Regions from separate parts of the Ovis aries genome. Here region 2 is linked to region 1. A link is a contact called in public Hi-C data. All regions are on one chromosome and are shown on one strand. Each heading gives the region's core, a stretch centred on a gene start, on an enhancer-like site or on the middle of the called end of the contact. The rest is flanking DNA. Distances are from core to core; before and after follow the strand shown.

Region 1 (3,991 bases), core at 728-3,227:
ACAGAGAAGCCCCCGGACCCAGTGCCTCAATCCTCCCCAGCTGGAGCAGCTCAGCAGCCCACAGCCTCCACCTGGGTCAGCCCTCAGGCCCCTGCGGCCTGGAACACTCCACGGGTCCCTCTCCCTCTTCCGCCCACCGGGGACAGACTCCCCACAGATCATTCACCTCAAAACCCCCAGGGTGACCCCGTGCCCAAAGCAGGTGGGTTCCTGATCCTGCTAGCACTGTGCTCAGAAGGACGCCCTCTGAGCGTTTCACTAGAGCGGTCTGTAAGCAGTCCTCAGGTGCCGAGTGCGGGACAGAGAGTGCTCTCCAACCAGGCTCTCCACGGAGACGGGGTGCACAGGATAGGCCCAGGGGAAGATCAGAGAGAATTCCCCAACATCTGGCATTTCTTCCGCCCTTTCAGAATCCCTCATTCCAGTACACGTCGGTAACCCAGACACTATGCGGAGCGGACTCCCGGTCCACAACACATCAACCAATCGCCCGGCGCACACGCCAGCTTCTCTTTTAAGGAAGGCCCTCCAGAAGCCTCCCACCTGCCCGCATTCCCTGCCTTGGCTCCGCGGCCGGCCCCGGCCCCCCAGCCTCTCCTTCGCAGGGACATGCCCTCCGCTGCTGGAGCCGCCTATCCGGGCGGAGAGTCCATGGACACTCACCCACCGAACCCACCTCGCCGGGAGTCTCCATCTGAAGATGAAGACGAGTTTCAGAACTTCATACAACCATGAAGTTCAAACGAAACAAAAGTTTTAACAACATAAAAAGTGGATGCGCCGCACCGGGCGATGATCCCCTGGGGCGCCCTAATGTCTCGCCCCGGCTGCGCGGCGGCCCAGCGTTCCTACAGCCCGGGGTGCGCGCCCGCAAGCCGGACTGAGCGTTTCCCAGTGACTAGACCTCCCTCCGGCTCCGTCGGTGGGAAGACGCCTTGTGGTCTCGCTCATCGGACGCACCCGCACCCGGGGGAGGGCTCCGAGATTCCCTGAGCTACTTCGCAGCCAAGCGGGGTCCGGGAGCCGCCGCGACCCCCGGTCGGGAGGAGAGGAGACACCGCGCCCCGCCCGCGCCGCTCACCGGGAAAGTCGCACTTGTAGGGCCTCTCGGGCTCGAAGTGGCTGCGCTGGTGCGAGCTGAGCTTGGCGTGCGTGGGGAAGCGCTCGGCGCACACCTCGCACTTGAACAGGCTCTCCTGCTCGTGCGCCTTCATGTGCGCCTTGAGGTTGTACACGGTGGTGAACTTCTTGCCGCAGCCGCCCACTGGGCAGCCGAACGGCCGCAGCTTGTCGTGCGACTGCAGGTGCCGCTTGAGCTTGTAGGACGTGGTGAAGGCCCAGCCGCAGCCGTCCAGCGGGCACTTGAAGGGCCGCCGGCCCTGGCCGCTGCCGTGCGTGAGCAGGTGCACCTGGAGCTGGTGCTTCTTGGCGAAGGCGAGCGCGCACTGCGGCTCGGGGCATCGGTAGCCGGGCCCGGCGGGCGCGCGGCGGGCCTCGGCCGGGCTGCCGGCCTCCTGGCCGGGGGCCGGGCCCCGGGACGGCGCGGCCAGCGCGAGGACGCCGCGCTCCAGGCGCACCAGCAGGTCCTGCGGGCCAGCGGCCCCGGGGCCCCCGAGGGGCGCGGCGCCGGGGGCCTGCGCGAGGCGGCCGGCCAGGCTCGAGGCGGCGCGGGGCTCGGGCTCCGGCTCCCGCCGCCCCGGGGCCGCGGCCGCGCCGCGCGCCACGTCCAGCAGCACCACCAGAGACTCGCCGCCGCCGGCGGCCGGCGGCCCGGCCTCCCCGCAGCGCGGGCCCCGCGCGCCGCCCTCGGGCTCCCTCAGCAGCAGCAGGCGGCGGCGCGCGGGGCCCGGGGCTCTGCGGGGCCGACCGGGGCCACCGCCGAGTGGGGGCCCGAGCGCGTCCGGGGCCGCGGCGGCAAGCAGCGCCGGCGCGTCCATCTTGGGCCGCGGCGCATCCAGCCACCGCCTCGCCGGAAGCACCGCCCCGCACGCACGCCCGCCGAGCGCGACGCAGGCTGGCCGCCGCGCGACGCCGTGCGCGACGCAGGCTGGTCAGCGCCCAAGCGCGCGGCGGAGCGCCCCAGGCGCGCATGCGCGGGCGGCGGGCGGCGCCCAGGGCCCGGCGGGCGCGTGACGTCACATGGGGGTGGAGCCTGCTTGGAGGGGCGGGGCTGTCCGGCGGCCACTCGCTGAGGGCGGGCCTGCCGCCTGGCTTGTCGTCCAACCCGACGCGTCTAGGGCGATGACCCCGCTGCCGCCGCGCCGCCTCCCTGAGCGGCCCGGCCGGCCCCCGCTTCCCTCGCCGGACGTCCTGCCGCCACCCCACCGCCCCCCGCTGCTGCGGGATCCACGCAGGGTCTGTGTCCACGGCGCCCTGGTGTCCCTTTTGCTGTGCGGCCCGTGCGGACGGAGACTCTGGGGAGCCCTCCACAGCTCAGCCCCGAGGCCAGCACTGGAGACTCTGCCAACGTGTGATGCGTTGGTGACCGCTTTATTATTAAAAAGCACCTTAAGAATAAGGGACTTCGGGAGTTCCCGCGATTAGGACTCCGTTTCCACAGCTGGTCAGGGAACTTAGATCCCCCAAACCCCAAGGTGCAGCACCCTCCCCAAAAGTAGGTCAACAATATTGAAAAGAATAAGAAACACACCTACATATGCTTTTGAACTGTGGTGTTAGAGAAGACTCTTGAGAGTCCCTTGGACTACATCTATATCTACGTTTGTGCCAAAAATAAATTGCTCCAATACCAAGAGCCTCTTGAAAGTGAAAGTGGAGAATAAAAAGTTGGCTTAAAGCCCAACATTCAGAAAACGAAGATCATGGCATCCGGTCCCATCACTTCATGGGAAATAGATGGGGAAACAGTAGAAACAGTGTCAGACTTTATTTTGGGGGGCTCCAAGATCACTGCAGATGGTGACTGCAGCCATGAAATTAAAAGACGCTTACTCCTTGGAAGAAAAGCTTTGACCAATCTAGACAGCGTATTCAAAAGCAGAGACATTACTTGGCCAACTAAAGTCCGTCTAGTCAAGGCTATGGTTTTCCTGTGGTCATGTATGGATGTGAGAGTTGGACTGTGAAGAAGGCTGAGTGCTGGAGAATTGATGCTTTTGAACTGTGGTGTTGGAGAAGACTCTTGAGAGTCCCTTGGACTGCAAGGAGATCCAACCAGTCCATTCTGAAGGAGATCAGCCCTGGGATTTCTTTGGAAGGAATGATGCTAAAGCTGAAACTCCAGTACTTTGGCCACCTCATGTGAAGAGTTGACTCCTTGGAAAAGACTCTGATGCTGGGAGGGATTGGGGGCAGGAGGAGAAGGGGACGACCGAGGATGAGATGGCTGGATGGCATCACGGACTCGATGGACGTGAGTCTGAGTGAACTCCAGGAGTTGGTGATGGACAGGGAGGCCTGGTGTGCTGCGATTCATGGGGTCGCAAAGAGTCAGACACGACTGAGCAACTGAACTGAATACCATTCAATAAAGGCAACAGTCTTTTCAGTAAATAATGCTGGGATCGCTGACTAGTCACACACAGCAGAGAGGGTTTGTACCTCTGCCAGGTGCCAGACACAAAAAGGAAGTCAAAGTGGATCCCAGGTCTAACCTAACAGCTGTAACTATAAAATGGCCAGAAGAAAGCATAACTGTAGATCTCTGTGGCCTTGGATGAGGGAATGGCTTCTCAGATGTGAAAACAAAAGCACAAAGAAGCAAACTGGGCTTCGTGAAAATTAAAAAATTTGAGTTAAGAACAGGAACAAAAAAGTGAAAACATAACCCATAAAATGGGCGGAAATTTGCAGATCGTGTATCTGGTGGGGATCTGCTATCCGGAACATATTTTTAAAAACTCCCAAGTCAATCACAAAGACAACCCAATTTAAAAGTACACACAGGATCTTAATAAACATTTTTCCAAATAAGAACTAGCTAATACGCTCATGAAAAGAAGCTCAATTTCATTAGTCATCAGGAAAATGC
Region 2 (3,541 bases), core at 722-3,221, 150 kb before region 1:
AAGGAGCAGTCTGCACAGCATCTGGGTTAATGGGGAAGAAGGCACAGGGAGCGTTTCTGTTGTGTGGCCATTGGTGTGAGAAAAGGACAGGCTGTGCGTGCATTTCTGTGGATGTGTGCAAGGTGTGAGCACAGCAGGCATCAGGCTTGCAGGGAAAGAGAACACAGCGGAGCCTCCAAGCAGGTGGGGTTTCACTTGGGGGCTCTCAACACCCTTTGGAATCAGAAGCTCAGGACCAGCAAACCAAAACAGAGGGTGTGTGGCCAGTTCTACCCCTCAGCAGGAGCCCTGGGGAGGAGGTGCAGGCCTCCAGCGCAGGGGGGTGGGGGGTGCTGGCCAGCAGCTGAGGCTGCAGGAAGGCTGAGCGAGCCCCACCTCCACTGTGGCACCCTCCTCAAGGCCTGTCTTGGGGTGAACTGTGTTCCCCTCTCAAATGAATGCTTTTGAAGATCTGAAGTCCCAACGCCCAGCACCATAGCCTGTGACCCTGTTTGAAAAGAGAGTGGCTGCAGATGTACCTCCAGTGAGGTCACGCTGGGCGAGTGTGCACAGCCTTAATAAGAAGGGGAAATGATGGAACACGCACGTAGAACGTGAGGATGGAGCGAAGATGAAGGCAGAGACCGCGGTGACGCTTCTACCAGCCAGACACCACCAGAGGTCGCGAGCAAACCGCCAGAATCCGGGAGGCACAGGGCGCAGGGTCCCCTCCCGCCTCAGAACGGAAGCATCCCTGCCCGGGACTCCTGGTCCCAGCAGCTGTGAAACAATAAACTCTGGGGGTTAAGCCCCAGGCTGGGGTGGGGCTTGGCTAGAGCAGCCCTAGGGATTACAGCACGGAGTTTCTAGGGAACTTGGCAAAGCCTGTGATTTCTGGACCGTGGCCTGGCTTAGAATCGTCGCCTTGGTTCCACCTTGATTCCGCCGCCCCAGGCCTCTCAAGGCTGCCTCAGACGCTGCGCAAGCCCTCCCCAGCCCACCACTTACTGTTGAAAGTTACGCTCTTGGAGACCACAGGAGGCAGGTTCTCGGACATCGGCGCCGAGGAGGAAGCGTGCACTGAGAAGCCTGACGTCGGTAGAGGAGACTCCCAACCTGGGGAGAGACAGCGCCTGAGCCGGTGGGTCCAGCCCGCAGCCCGCAGCCCGCGGCCCGCCCTCCGCCGACGGCTGCTGAGAACAGCGGGCACCTACCCAAGGCTCACCACGAGGAGTACACTTGCAGCTCCGACCCGCCGCGCCTCCCTCCTCTCCCCGCGTGGTTCCAGCCTCCCAGGGCTAGTCCCGCTCACAGAGCCACCCACCCACGGCCAGCCCGAGCCTTGGCCCCTCCCACCCTCGACCAGCACTCAGGCCCGCCCCTCCCCAGAAGCATCTTCCCACCACCCCATCCTCTTCCCTTTGACCGGTTTTCAATAGCTGATGTATCCCTCTAACAACGGTCGATTACCTAGTTCCCCTAGAACGTAAGCTCCCTGAGGACCAGAGGAGGCGCTGATTGGTGGCTCATCAGGCGTTCCGCCCCACCGCGGCGCTTTTTCTCACTATTTGCGGAGCTAGTCTGCATTTTGCAGAGGAGGAAACAAAGTAGCAAACTGGCCAAAGTCACACCTCCAGGAGAGGCCGAGGCTGGGACTCCCGCCCAGGGTTCCTTGACTCCAAAGCTTGCACCCTTCCAGCCGCATGCCTGCTGCAGCCTCCACGAAAGGAAGCGAGGTACTCGGCTTGCAGCAGGGCCGGGCCTCCCCACACCCACGTCTGGCCCGTCCGGGCGTGTGGCGAGGGTGCATGGGCCCGGAGGGAAGAGGGGTTGCTAGACGGCTGGCTATGGGATGAGTAAGGAACAGGGAGCCTTGCGACAGGGGGGGCGCGCGAGGTGTCCGCCCCGACCCCGCCCGTGGCTCCCACCCAGATCCCTAGCGCACCCACCCGCTCCGCACGCCGGCGCTCTCTCCGAAGCCTCTGAGCTGCTGCCCCGGGGCTCCGCGAGCCCAGGCCTTCGGTTTACGTCGCCATGGCAACCATTCTCCCGGCGGGCGGGGCTGTGACGTCACAAAGGCTCCGGCCTCCCCACTGCGCCCGCGCCGCGGCGGGGCTGCGCTGTAAGAGGACTCGCCCTGCCCAGCTCGCGCGGGCTTCCTTCCCAGCCTGCACCCCTCTTGCTGTTTCCGTCCTTCTCCTGATTGATTTTTTCACCTGCACCACCTACCTGCCTCTTCCTGCCGAGTGAACCTTACAGTCTAGAGGGGCGGCTGACAATTGTGGCCCCGGGCCGCAGCATCCCGCGTGCTGGGGACTAGTTGCAGAAGCAAACATTCTGCAGGGCCCGGCGACCTGGGCGCCGACAAGCCCGCCCGGCGAAGATGACTTCGGTGCTGACTCGAGTGGCGATCCGCTGCTGCACAGGCTGCGTGTGACCCATGATGAAGGCAGGGTGGCACGCCTGTCAGTAAACAGGGAGGGGTCCGCGCTCAATCGCCGAGACTCACCCCCCCGCGCCCACCCCACCCCGCCAGGTCCCCTATCCCCCAAAACAGCAGGAGGCCCCTCCTTGAGATTTGACCGTGTCCATCAGTTCTGCCCACACATCTCATCTCAGGGATTTATAGATCGACAAGGGTGGCTCAGTGGCTACCCACTCCAGTATTCTTGCCTAGAGAACCCCATGGGCAGGGGCGTCTGGCAAGCTACAGTCCATGGGGCCGCAAAGAGTCGGACTGGACTGAGTGACTATCACACATAAGGCATTTAGGTGCCACTGGGGACCTCCAGACAATCCACAGGCCAGTACTGCGGAACCAGTGAGTCCCAGCAACTCCCGGCTCTGCCCGAGGCAGGAGCAGTTCTTTGGTCTGTTCTGGGTCTGCCCAAAGTGGGGGGAGCCTTACAGTCCCAATGACCCAGCTGCTGGCCTGAGTCTGCCTCCCTGGGCCCCCGCCTACAGTTCGGACTGTATGAGCCGGTGACTGAGTAGGACAGCACGCTGTTCTGAGAGGGTTCATCTCAGGCACCATGAGTTCCAACTAGACTTTAGGAGTCTGGAAAATATCCATCTCAAAAGGAGAAAAGCCAACCCTTTGTTAACAACTTGTGAGCTGATTTCCTTCTGAAAGAAGGGGTGACAGTCAGAGCTCTTGAGAACAGATATGGAAATCAACAGTAGCCAATTAAAAATGAAAAGGGCAGGGGGGCTCCCTGAGTCTGCAGGGGGTGGAAGCCAGCTACACCCCCAGATGGTGGTGTCAGGAGTGAGCCCAAGGCGGGCAGCAGGTGTGACCCTGGCCGTGAGAGGGTCCTGATGTGTGTTTCTGACCTGCAGAACCTGGGTCACCTGCCTGCCTCTATGTCTGATAGGCAGGAGCCTGAGGGGCCCACCTCCATCCTGACTGCAAGAGAGGCAGGAAGGAAGTGGGGGCTCCTAAGAAGGGGTCCCCAGCCCAGCAGGGGGGGTTGTCAGAGGCCCAGGTGGTCCAGCGAGTGGACAGGAGCTGGTATGTTCCCATGGCAGCAGGTCTCAGGCCACTCCTACAAAACCGACTCTG

What was found. Hi-C and Micro-C count contacts between places; a contact is called where the count stands out from the background.
Region 2: a Hi-C map of tail adipose tissue shows a contact between it and region 1, with 2.7 times the contacts expected there. The contact joins the promoter of CFAP100 here to the promoter of ZXDC in region 1. A contact is called at or near these places in 2 of 16 Hi-C or Micro-C datasets (muscle and tail adipose tissue).

The regions. Positions count from the first base shown.
Region 1 is chr19:60,381,954-60,385,944 of ARS-UI_Ramb_v3.0, reverse strand. It overlaps ZXDC (ZXD family zinc finger C), which reads right to left and starts at 1,977. Exons shown (of 11, transcript XM_042236481.2): 1 at 1,082-1,977. The coding sequence starts at 1,937.
Region 2 is chr19:60,529,797-60,533,337 of ARS-UI_Ramb_v3.0, reverse strand. It overlaps CFAP100 (cilia and flagella associated protein 100), which reads right to left and starts at 1,971. Exons shown (of 17, transcript XM_042236489.1): 1 at 1,929-1,971; 2 at 1,450-1,560; 3 at 988-1,095. The coding sequence starts at 1,036.